3 separate regions of the Mus musculus genome follow, and regions 1 and 2 are each linked to region 3. The links are chromatin contacts, called in public HiChIP or PLAC-seq maps. All regions are on one chromosome and are shown on one strand. Each heading gives the region's core, a stretch centred on a gene start, on an enhancer-like site or on the middle of the called end of the contact. The rest is flanking DNA. Distances are from core to core; before and after follow the strand shown.

The links. HiChIP or PLAC-seq counts read pairs in DNA pulled down with a chosen protein or histone mark.
Region 1: a contact with region 3 is called in an H3K27ac HiChIP or PLAC-seq map of embryonic fibroblasts, with 17 read pairs. The contact joins two enhancer-like sites. A contact is called at or near these places in 10 of 39 promoter capture datasets (the 3T3-L1 cell line, 3T3-L1-derived adipocytes, cranial neural crest and 6 more), 1 of 15 datasets of contacts at CTCF or cohesin (the NIH/3T3 cell line), 8 of 484 Hi-C or Micro-C datasets (the HL-1 cell line, the HPC-7 cell line, embryonic heart and 5 more), 5 of 115 datasets of contacts at active chromatin or transcription factors (the SCID.adh cell line, double positive thymocytes, embryonic fibroblasts and 2 more) and 2 of 9 other capture datasets (adipose tissue and pancreatic islet).
Region 2: an HNF4G HiChIP or PLAC-seq map of pancreatic cancer cells shows a contact between it and region 3. The contact joins two enhancer-like sites. A contact is called at or near these places in 2 of 39 promoter capture datasets (hematopoietic stem and progenitor cells and hippocampal neurons), 1 of 15 datasets of contacts at CTCF or cohesin (the NIH/3T3 cell line), 4 of 484 Hi-C or Micro-C datasets (cerebral cortex, muscle stem cells and ventral hippocampal neurons), 4 of 115 datasets of contacts at active chromatin or transcription factors (embryonic basal ganglia, embryonic fibroblasts, forebrain and 1 more) and 1 of 9 other capture datasets (embryonic stem cells).

The regions. Positions count from the first base shown.
Region 1 is chr6:91,257,544-91,261,579 of GRCm38.p6, reverse strand. Fbln2 (fibulin 2) reads right to left here. Exons shown (of 18, transcript NM_007992.2): 8 at 3,754-3,855; 9 at 1,810-1,950. Among named protein-coding and RNA genes, the nearest start is that of Fbln2, 47 kb to the right of the region's middle. Within about 2 kb of position 1,624, at least 103 of the 459 cell types and tissues checked have an H3K27ac peak or open chromatin away from gene starts, as enhancers often do. A contact at or near this core is called in 3T3-L1-derived adipocytes, the HL-1 cell line, the NIH/3T3 cell line and 3 more, where this site is marked.
Region 2 is chr6:91,288,474-91,292,715 of GRCm38.p6, reverse strand. No RefSeq gene overlaps it. Among named protein-coding and RNA genes, the nearest start is that of Fbln2, 78 kb to the right of the region's middle. Within about 2 kb of position 1,520, at least 7 of the 459 cell types and tissues checked have an H3K27ac peak or open chromatin away from gene starts, as enhancers often do. A contact at or near this core is called in pancreatic cancer cells, where this site is marked.
Region 3 is chr6:91,191,732-91,195,394 of GRCm38.p6, reverse strand. No RefSeq gene overlaps it. Among named protein-coding and RNA genes, the nearest start is that of Fbln2, 19 kb to the left of the region's middle. Within about 2 kb of position 2,369, at least 60 of the 459 cell types and tissues checked have an H3K27ac peak or open chromatin away from gene starts, as enhancers often do. A contact at or near this core is called in 3T3-L1-derived adipocytes, the HL-1 cell line, the NIH/3T3 cell line and 4 more, where this site is marked.

The DNA of each region.
Region 1 (4,036 bases), core at 375-2,874, 67 kb before region 3:
TCCCGTTGCAAAGTCCTCAGAGCAGGGCTTTGCCATTCCTACTCTCTGCAGTCCAGCCAGCATAGCTGTGGAACTTTCTTAAGAGTAAAGCATATAGGGGGCCCTGGCAGAGGCCACACCAAGCTGTCCCCAGCTTCTAGGCCTCAGCTTCTAGCTCAGGGAACCCTGCTAGCATTCCTCCTGGGGACTAATGCACCCGGTCTCCATGGTGACCTTCAGATGCAGATGCCTCTTTTGTGGAGTGGGGAAACTAGGGCTCAGAGAGGTTATGGACTTCAGTGAAGCCACACTCATCCCAGCATGGTCCTGCTCCTCCCCTATCTGAGTTCCTGCACCTGAGCAGAGCAACTGCAGAACCCCCGAGCCCCCAAGTGATGTTGGCTTGAAGTGGGAGGAGAGTGACTGATAGCTTGTGCAGAATAAAGAGGGAAGCAATGCAGAGCTGGTTCATAAATCTTGCTGAATGGAATGTATCTTGGCTTTCTCATCCGTGGGCTCATCTTTCAGCCGCTAAGAACCCTGCAGCAGAGGTCATAGCTGCCAAGCCAGGGAGTGGCAAATGGGGGGACATCCTGAGAGGGGACCCACATGCCTCCCAGCGCACACACACACACACACAAACCCAGTCCACCCAGGAGGAACTGCCATCACTGGCAAGCACATCAGGAGGGCCATGTTGTACCGTGGGTGCAGCGAGGCAAACATGTCAGCCAGCACTGCTGCCCAGCGGTGCAGGGGAGGAAGAGGACATGTCCAGGCTGGACATGGTCCCCAAGCACAGGCAAGACAGACAGGACTCTGGCCGCAAGCCCTGAGCACTGTGTGCCCTGGTCCCACCTCCACACCTCTGTCCCAACTGTCTTCAAAACTGTCCTGTTTTGTGGCTTTTCCCATCGCCAATTCCCACCCATCCTTGGGAATAGGTGGAGCTATTCCTCTTTCCTCTGGGTGCCAGTTGGCAAGAGTGAAGTCTCCCTTTGCCTGTTTCCCCATCATTGCATCAGCCAGTCTGCCTGACTTCTCCTCTACTCAGTGTTATCTCTGAGATGCAGGAAGCCAGGGCTTACATTTTTTCCTCAGTGAGAATACCAGGTAACTCAGACACAAGACAGTATGGAGTCCTTCCTTGTCCACAGAACTCCAGAATCCCAGCCCCGGCCTATTCAGGCATAGATAGACAAGAGGCCCAGCCACGTGCAGGTTTACACAGGGCTCACATCTTCCTTGTCCATTGAAGGAAGGCTCAGAGGGGAAAGTAACATTTGTTCAGGGTCACACAGCAAATGGATGTTGAACTGGGCCAGCTGGACCAGGACAATCTACTTGCCTCTCGGGAGATCCCAGATAAATCTACAAGCAAGCTAAGTGGCCGAGGTAACAGGATGTGTGACCCAGACTATGTGCACACGGCACATGCACCCGAATCCTCGTCGCTGTCAGTAGCTTCCAATAACTGAGAAAAGACAAGAGCCAGAGCCACTGGGGTCCTGCCTCCCACCCAGGCCTCCCTGCTTCCACACTGCTACATGGCCCTGCTGTCCACATCTGGCCTTCCTGTCTCTGGCCCATCCCTGAGACATCCCATTAGCTTTCTGAGTCACGGGCATATCTGGGAACACAGCCATGGAGAACAAGCGGGACAAGACACCAGGACACGAGGGTATGACACAGAGCTCGGCAGGCTGCTGTGTGGGAGCTCACATGCAAAGGGTAGTAGGCCCTTTAGCATGTGGCACTATGTGGTGGGTTGGCGTGGAGCAGAGCAGACAGCCGTGACGTGGGCGGCGGCAGGCAGGGGCTCTAGCTTACCCACACACTTCCTATGTGCGTTGAGGATATAGCCCTCTGCACACAGCACTGTGTGGTTGACACAGTAGAAGGATCCCAGGGTGTTCACACAGAACTGTTTCCAGCTACAATCGTGAGTGCCCATCAAACACTCGTCTTGGTCTAATGACAGCCACGGAAGGAAAAACAGAAGGCTGTTAGAGAGGCGTGTCTGCCAGGGGCATCCGGGGAGAGAGAGATAAAGAACCTGTGTGCGCCTGTCAGGGGGCAGCTGAACCTTAGACCCAAGTTGAGTTTGTAAAACTCAAAGATGTTAGAGCTGCCCCTACTGCCCAGTAAGGGCAGATGGAGAGAGACTCAGAGAGGATAAGCAGCCAGCCCAGAGTAAACCCCAGGCAGCAAACTTTCCCCAACCCATGCTTGGTAATAATGCCCAAGTCTACAGCAACCAAAGAGATAACAACAGTAGGGTCTGAAATTTCAAGGGCTCTGGGGTTCCAGGCCAGTATCATTCACAGAAGGGGATGGGGAGGAGGGCTCCAGAGGCTGCCAGGCTAAGGCTATACAGAAGGGCCTCCATGAAAAGAAGCTTTATGAAGTTTCTCCAGAAACTCAAATCTGGAGATATTTTTAAAATCCTCAGGCTGTCCCAGCAGAGAATCCCTGTGATTATTCCTGAGAACAAAAGGAGACAGGCCTCCTCCTGTGTGGGAGCTGTACATGCCCTCACAGGTGTGTCTTTGCAGCCTCTGCCCTGTTCCCCTCCACTCTTCCTGCTGCAGTGCGCCAGTGTCTGGCAGAGGCAGTAGACTGGGCCTCGGGCAGCAGGTCCCTGAGAGGGGTCAGAGCTGAGAGCCCTGGGGAGAATCAGAGCTCAAAGAACACATTATCCCCTGGGTCTGTTGTCTCCATCATCAGAGAGAAAGGCCAATCAGTTGTCACCAGGCTCTGTGCTTTAGCACCTTCTCTGGACTCACTGGAGGGTGTCAGTTACATACAGAGCCTCTAGAGTATGTGGGATGTGAGCTTCAGAGAAGAACGTGGGCATCCTTTTGGACAAGCCTGATCATTCTATGCAGATATTCAGACCATGCCTTCTGAGCCTGAGCCCATACATATCCTAGACTTGGCTCTCTATCCTGCTTCTGCTAAGACAGGAGGGGTAAGATCCTAGGACCCTCAAACTAGTTCAAACAAAACTCACTGAGGAAGCCAACCAATAGGCGTCAGAACCACTGTTCCCGTTGTATACTGTGTACTGAGAGGTCCTATCTACATGACATTGGTGGCGGTGAGCTTCCTCTGCCAGTCACAATGACATGAAGAGTGATGTTCTTCACTGTGACTGGCAGAGGAAGCTCACCGCCACCAATGTCAATTCCCTCTCCATGACTGCAGGCATGTGGGGGAGGAGGTCACTTCTGGATGCTGCCACCAACACAGTGACACATCCAACACAGTGACACATCGCTCCCTTCTCTCTTTCTCCACCTTGGGCTGGAGCATGGATGAACTCAGAGATCACAAAGTAAGCTTAGCCTTGTAGACCACACCAGCCCTCAGGGAGCAGTGAGTTGAGAATGGTCCATATCTGGCATGAGTCCTGATTAGAACACAAGTTCAAAGCTTATCCAGACCCCTAGTGAGGTTGTCTGGAGGGTCAGCAGAATTCCCAGGAATCTGTGTCCAATGGGCCTTCAGGTGATGCGGTACACATTCAATTCTGAGAGGCATTTGGTCCTTAGACAGCAGCAGAGCAGCCAGATAGGAGCCGCATGGAGGGCCAATACCAAGGACTCAGTGACACCAGAGAGAACCGCCTACACTGTCCTGCTGGGCTTCTCTGTCACAACAGCTGAACCTCACGATCAGGGTGCATTTGAAGTCCTGATCTCCCCTTCCCTAAGCTCTCACCATGGGCCAACCAGATCTGCAAAGATCAGAGGGTAACCCCAAAGTACTCACCTTCACAGGACACACCATCTGCCATGATGGCGTAGCCAGGGAAGCAGGAGCACATAGCTGTGTCCCCAACAACACGACACACCTGACGGCAGGGCCCATTGTCTGAGGAAAAAGTCTCAGAGTCAGAATTCATAAGCCCTGGCCACACTGCTCATCCTTCAGGTCTGAGGTATGGGTTGGGGTTTCCACTGCAGGCCCAGGGAGACAGAGGTGTGAAAAGATGGGAGCCCCAGGCCTGAGCCTTTTCACAGGGTCCCCAGTAAATGCCTCCAGTCCCAGCTGG
Region 2 (4,242 bases), core at 271-2,770, 98 kb before region 3:
CCCTCTAAAAGCACACCAGACCTCAAGGGTCTTAGCTGAAGCATTTACTGGGTCCAAAGACTCAAGAGTGGAGATAACAATCTCCTCTCTCCCAGTGAGCTCTACACCTTGGGTATGACCCAAGGACATGTTTGCTTCTTTGTACTACAAGGTCTGAGCTCCTGAGTAGCCAGTACCCAGTACTGAGCCATGTCTTGCCCCTCTAGCCATGTGCAGCTTGCGATGTCATAACTGACTTTATGTCCTGTTCTTTTCCCTTCACAGGTTTCCTGCCAGTGTGACAAGGCCACCCCATGGTTTCAGACCATCTCCATCTTAGCTTGACTGTCACCTTCCAGTCTTGAACGGAGGGGTGGTCCACCTTCCCTGGGATGGGGGACAGCCCAGTGACAGCCTCAGTGCTGGAGTGGGGCCCAGCTCTCCTCTTCCCCAAGGTTCCTTACCAGCCTCTACTTCTCCCCTCAGCCTGGGCTTCAGTTTCCCACCTACCAGAAGTTTCCAAAGACTCAGTCCCACACCCCGCCTTCCATCCCCAGTGAATCACTGACAGATGCAGAGAATCACACGTGTATTGTGCTTTACAGTAAGAGTGAGGTCTGTAGAGATGAGCTTGCCCCGGGCTCTCCCAGCACACCAAGAGAAGGCTAATTGCAGGCATCAGTACACCCCTGAGTTCCTAAGCAAATTCCACAGTAAATTCTGTGTGAGGACTCTCCACTCTAACCCACGAGTCACGTGGCCTCTCTCTGTGGCCTCTCAGGAGAGATGAGTTTGCCTAGCCATAAGTAGGAAAGTAAGAGGACCCCTGGTCATGCAAGTATCATGAAAACGGCATGAGGTCACCCATGTGGGGCTCAAAAGATATCAGCACCCCAGCCTCTGCTGAGCACCTGACCCACATCCTCATCTCTCACCACATACACTTTCAATTTCTTCTCATTTTACAGTTGGGGAAACTGAGGCTCAGAGAGAGACATGCTGCTCTTCTGCCCTCAAACTGTAATCAGTAAGTTATGTTGAGTAAGAGTGCCCACCCTTGGGTCCCTGCTGACGTGCTCCTAAGTCCACAGTCATCCCCGACCTTCCCGGGATCCAGTTCTGGCTGCAAGGAGCCATGGCGGAGGGGTCTTCCCTGCTTTCTCTGCGTGAGACCACTGCTGACTACAAGCAATGCCCACTCTGATTCTTCCTTGTTACTCAGATTCTCAATGGTATGTCGCCACGATGATTACCAGCAGGGTGAGAGCTGGGGGCGGGGGGGCAGGACAGGGATTCTGGCAGACGTGGGATGTCCAGGCTGAAGGAATCAAGTTGCCTGGCTTAGGGAGAAGGGTAGGAAGCTAGATTTGGGTGGAGACTCTGCACTCCACCTGAAGGGCTCAGGACAGTAAATAAGGAGAGCGGGTGCACTGATTTCCATGGGCTCCTTGCTGAGCAGGAACTGGCCTGTGGGTCGATGTGCTGGGATGTGGGGCAGGAAGACACGGGGACTCAGTTGCTGGCTGCCAGGAGGTATTGATTCCAGGCACAGTGCTGGGACCCAGCCAAGAGATGAGGTCATGAAGGACAGGACGGTGACTCCGGGGGCGGTGGTGTCCCAGCCGATGACGTGATTGCCAGCCATAAGGAGTCTGCCTGGAAGACAGAACCTCTCTCTCCTTCCTTCTCCTTGGCAGTCTCCTCATCCCATACTGCAGTGAGGCCCATCGGGTCTGATCTGCCTTCCAATTTGCTGTGTGACCCTGGGCGGGTCATCACCTCTTTGGGTTCCTAAGGGTAACTCACAGCTCCAAAAATACCTCCAGTATTGATTTTGAGCAGTTCCCATCTATGGATATTGACAACACCCAACTACCACACATAGCTGCCTCAGTTTCCCACTGTGTGACTTAGGTACTGGGGGCACGCTTCTTCCCATCTCCACCTAGACTGTCTCCCTGTAGATAGTGGAGTAGGCAGTGGCAGGTTAGAGCCTGGCTGTGCCACAGAGGGACTGTGAGGTGCGCCTTTCTGCTTTGTGTCTGGCTCCCCACCATGAGGCCAGTACAGAACTTCTCTGCACAGGGCAGACCCTGAGAGACAGGAAGGGTGACTGAAGACACTGAGATAGTATCCTGTCCTATGTCCTGTGGGCTCCACTTTGTCCTGGATCCAAGCTTTAAGGCTCCATTTCCTGAGCCTCAATTTCATGTAGGGACAGTGTGGCTGGGAACCTGAAGGGAGACTGCTCAGGGTGAAGTTTGACATTAGGGCTTGGCATATAAGAGCTCTATTCTCTTAGTTGCTGTGAGCATCCAGCCAGGTCCCACACATGTATGTCCCTTGCTCTGTTAAATCCGGAGCAGCCTGGTCCCTATCCTCAAGAGTGTGGGTACCACATCAATACAGGAGAGCACTGGGTACTGCATCAATCCAGGAGAGCATTGGAGACCAACTCCAGGGCCCCGTGACCAGAGCAATGGGCCAGCAACCAAGAGCTCCAGGGCCCCTCTCAGCTACAAAACCACAAAGCCGCGAATCTCCTTAACTCCCTGTCTAACTTCACTCAGGAACAAAAGCTTGGCATCTATCTACAGTGCAGGATTTGGTGTCTATTTTCCAAAGCTCGGCATCTATGCCCCAGAGCTTTGAGTCTACATTCAGCGCCAAGTACCTATATTATGGGGATGGTGTCTACACCATGTAGCCGGTATCTGCAAGGATTTTCTGATGTCATAATGCAGTACTGGACCTCTACAGTCTAAGCCAATGAAGTGTTGGCAGTCTTTGAGACAAGAACAAAATCAACTGGGAGAAGATGAGGCCTGAATGAGAAGTGTGGTTGTGGGGAAGCCAGTGGGCCTCAGGAGAGAGATGGGTGGGTGGCTTGGGGGAGGGGGGTCCATAGTGTCACTGCCATGGCCTCAAGTCCCAATACCTCTCCCTTCCCCCAGTGTGTTCCACCTTCCCTGGCCTGCCTATAACTTTGACACACCAGGCATAGCTGCCACAGGGCCTTTGCACTGGCTGGGCTCTGGTTTTCCCCTTTCATCTCACAGGTTTCTGCTCAGGTGGTGCTTTCCCAGAAACCCCCTGGCCACAGCCCGAGCAAGTCACTGACCAGCAACCCCTGCCATCACCCTACTTGACTTCCTCCTTGGGTTTGTGCCTAGAACCCACACCAGTGTCCTACACGAAACCTAAACATTAGGATGGGAGCTGAGCTCCCATGCAGATAACCATCCCTTTGCATTCACCCTGGTGGCCCCATGGCAGCTGCTTCCCAACAGTCCAGGTTCCAGGCAGAGCCTGACCTCTGGACTCTGCGTAGAACAAGGCTCCATCCAAAAGAGCAGGCATTCTTAGGTGCCCCTCCTGTGCCCCTGGCAGGCTGCACATCAGGCATGTGTGTGGGCAAGTGGATTCTGTGAGCAGAAGGAGCAGCCCATGGTAAGGGAGGTTGACATCCAAGGGGGCTGCCATCCCCAAAGGGGGAGTCTCAAGGTTGCACATGGCTTTGCTCCTCAGTCTGTATAGCTTGTTTTCTGTTTTAGGAGACCTGGGACAGGGCAGCTTGTATGGTTTCACTCCTCAGGCCCTAAGACTGCACTCTAGCACAGTCAACTGCAGGCTCCAGCCCCGACCTCCACTTCAGATGGCATTAGACCATCCTTATTATTGCATCCTGGAGTGGTCAATCTTCCAAATACTTGGATGTAAGCAAAAGCTGCACTCCAGCTTCAGGAGTCTTTCTGAGGATATAACAGATACCTCCACTTGGCTCCTTTTCCTTCTGTCCTTCTTTGACCTGCTGTACAGAATTAAGTTATGAGGGCCAGAAACCTGACAGCCATCTTGGCTGTCCCCTTTGGTTTGGTAGAACCAGGAGCCAGAAGGAAGTTGGTCCCTTTGTCCAGCCTATACCACCAACTAGAAGATTTACATATGAAAAAGATAGACCTCCCTGTTGTGTTTAAGCCAATGGAGTTTTCTTTCACAGCCTAGCTGACCCACTGATTCATATTCTACCAAGATTGGGCACTCCTGGCTCCTGATCCACCCTTCAATACAATTTCAGGACAAAAACCATCAGGGTGCCCTCTTCTTACCAAATGGTCATCCAGTTGCTGCTTGGACACCACAGGGGAAAGGTTCAGCCAGTGCTGCTGAGCTGGGACAGGAAGCTGGTCTGTAGTCCAGGGCTGGAATCAGCCTCCTGCCCTGGGCTCTGGGTCCAGCTCTGGCCCCACTCCATCACCATCC
Region 3 (3,663 bases), core at 1,120-3,619:
CTATTCTTGGAGAGCACCCAGTTCTGTTCCCAGCGCACAGCTACCTGTTACTTCAATTCTTGAGAGATTCAATACCCTCTTCTCACTTCCTTGGCATTTGCACATACAGTGCACCACACACACACTTTTAAACACTTTTTTTCCCCCAAAACAAGGTTATTCTGTGTAGCCCTGGCTGTCCTGGAACTCACTTTATAGATCCGCCTGCCTCTGCCTCCTAAGGCTGGGACTAAAGGTGTGTACCACCATAGCCCAGCGCCCCCCACCCTTTTGGACAGTACTCACTATATACCTCTGGCTAGCCTGGAACTCATTATACACACCAGGCTAGCCTCAAGTTCAGATCCATCTGTTTCTGAGTGATGAGATTAAAGGCACCACCATGTTCAGTTAAATTAAATAAAATAAACCTCAAAGGGGGAGTGTTCCCACTTTAACTGTAGATGGCTCTACAGTTAAGAGCACTGGCCGTTCTTGTAGAGAACCTGGGTTAGATTTCTGTAGCGGTCTGAATAAAAATGGTCCTCATAGATTCTTATATTTCCCATAAGCTTTTGTATTTGAATGTTTGGTCCCCAGTTGGTGGAATTATTTGGGAAGTATTGGGAGGTGTAGAATTGTTGAAAGAAAAAAAATATCACTAAGGGTTAGGCTTTGAGGTTTCAAAAGCCAACACCATTCCCAGTTAACTTTCCTGTCTCGTGGTTGTTTTAAGATGTAAGCCCTCAGCTACTGTTCCTCCCTATGCCTACCTGCCTACTGCCATGCTCTCTGCCATGACAGCCATGAACTTTAACCCTCTTAAACTGTAAGCCCCAAATACGTTCACATTAGTCATGGCAATAGAAAAGTAACCAAGACAGATTCTAAGCACCCCTGTGGCAGTCCTAGGAGATCTGGCACCCCCTTTTAGCCTCCATGGCTACTCCATGCATGTGGTACACAGACATACATGCAGGCAACATCTATACACATAAAATAACAGAATATAAAAAAGAAGGAGGAGGAGCAGAAGAAGCCACAGCCATCTTATTACAGACTGGAATGTGAGCTTGATGAAGCCGGGCTCCTCTTACAAAGGCAGCATGGAAAGAGCTGGAAGCTGACCCTACCTAGGCAAGCAGTCACTTCTCTGGATCCACTGGTTCTGGAACCTCTGGGAAGCCCAGATCCATAGGTGCTGAAGCCCTGAACAGCTTTCTGTGTCTGCCTCCCCCTTCCTCCATAAACATCTCTCACTTTTTAAAAATAGTTCCGTGATAGCTATAATGTTTATGCAACCTACCACTGCAGCTCAATAGAAAGAGGCAGGGTCACGGAGCCTTGGAGTCAATGCCCCAGAGCTTTCCATCTTCCCAAATGGCAACTCTGACCCCTTTAAAAGGTAACTCCCAGCCCCTGGCACACAATATGCTACCTTCTGGTTGAATTTAACTGTTTTAAGGATGCCACACAAGAAGAATTATCCAAAGTTTGCCTTTTTTATGAGCAACTTGTTCATTTAAATAACCAGAATTCATCCATGATTCCAGCTGGTGTCCAGTCCCCTGCCTTTTAGACATGGGTTCTATTGTCAGACGTGCTGTGCTCATTGGTTTACTTAGGGCTATTATAGTTACTGTGTGACAGGCATGGGTGTGCAAGCTGCTCTTTCCATCCCCACTATCATGTCTTGGGAGCATACATCTCTGATTTCTCCTACACAGACTCTCAGCTCTATCCAGGGGCCTCAGATGTCCCGTTTCAAAAGAAGCAGGCCTGTTGTTTGCTAGGAAAAGAGTATGGTGAGGTAGGAATGTGGAGGAGAAACCTGTGCTGGCATATCTTCACAGCAATCCAGAGCTGGGTCACAAGTGCCTGTGCTTGTCCAGGATAGTTTTAAAGTCAAGAGATCCAGAGATTCTATATTCTGGCTTCTCTTGAAAAGCTAGTGGGTGAATCTGAGTGGGATACCTGCAGCCAGAACCAAACTGTGGCCCTAATCTGGCCCGACTGTTCTCTGACCTTGTTCCCTGAGTTTCCTATGCTGAGCTGAGAGCCTGAAGTTCCATGTTTTGAGATGCCCTTTGACACCATGCTGTTTAACTTTAGCTGAGCCTTGGGGGACCAGGGCAGAGGTTAGATGGTACAGCCTTAAAGCAACAGGCTTTAAAAACAGATGCTGAGTGCAAGCTCTGTGTTGATGAAGTTCTGTGTACCAAGACAGTAATGTGCTGCCCCAGCACAGTCTTCATCTTTGCCAATCAACTTGGCATTCAGCCTGACTATGGCCACAGGGAAAGCTCTTCCAGAAGCATACAGATGGCCATGCCTCACCCTGCCTGGAAGCCCTGATGCCCCCTATGTCATCAGGCCAGAGTCTGGGTGACTCAGCCTGGTCTTCCAGGCTTGAGAGCTGGCTCTGTGGTTTCCTTTTTCCCATACCCATACCACATTCCTTCCTCTGCCTTGAGGCCCTTTCCTATCACTCTTTCTGAACACTCCTACTCATCCTGCAGGACCCAGCTCTGGAGAGAGAGACTGTAAGTAGCATGGGGTGGGGGTGTTGATAATGGACCACTGCTGCAGGCTGGGCTCTGGGGAGAAACAGATACACTGGCGGTGGTGGCAGAAACAGCACCCTTGAGGGAACCAGAGCAATGAGGAAGAGGAGAATGCAGTAGAGAGACTGGGGTAGGGCCCAGGGTTGGCTGCAAGGAGTACTGTCTAGCATGGGCAATGCTGGAGTCTGCCAGGGGTTCTGAACAAGAGAAGTACCCCCCGCCCCCAGGAGACTGAGGTCCACATGGATCTTGGCAGGAAATGGAAGAGGATGACGAGTCAGGATGGAATGGCCTAGAAAAGAATCAGAGGATACAAACCAGCTGGGAAAGCAGAGAGCAAGGTACCAGAGGGCCACAGAGGGCATGCAGTCAATGTTATGCCCAAGTCCATACTGCCCAACCCTAAGGTTCAGATGGAGGAGAGCAAAAAAGATGTGAATGGAGTAGGGCTGGGGTCAATCAGTTACCATGTATAGCAGCAGGGCAGTGGGGCAACAGGGCAGCAGGGCACAGGGCAACAGGGCAATGGGGCAGCGGGGCAGCTAGGCAGTTGGGCAGTGGGGCAGTGGGCAGCAGGGCAATGGGGCAGCGGGGCAGCTGGGCAGTTGGGCAGTGGGGCAGTGGGCAGCAGGGCAATGGAGCAGCGGGGCAGCGGGGCAAGGGGCAGCAGCCATGTGTCACTTTAACAGAGATCTTGCCTATGGAAGTGGGAATAGTAGATAGTTTGGCAAACTCCTTTCTTGAGATTACCTAGATCCGTATCTCGGCCTCTGTTTCATCCCTCTCATCCTAGCCACTCAGCTCTGGTTTAGGCCCCTCTAGCCACCCTCATTGGCTGTCCTGGGAAAGCTGTCTGCCCATGCCCATTCAGTGCACTAGTGGCTTTGGCCTCTCAGATCCAAAGAGCGGTCTTTCCTGCTGCCCCGCCATAGAGATGTTCCCCCGGAGCCAGAGACTCCAAATCCTCTTGGCCTTTATCCTGCCTGTATACAACCTGGGACACAGCCCAGTCCTGAGTCTGAGTGATAGTGGGGGTTAGAAGTCTCCAGGGCCAGTGTATCTCTGGGTATGCCCTGTCATCCCAGGACGACCACATCTGCCATCTCAGTTTCCCAGCTCA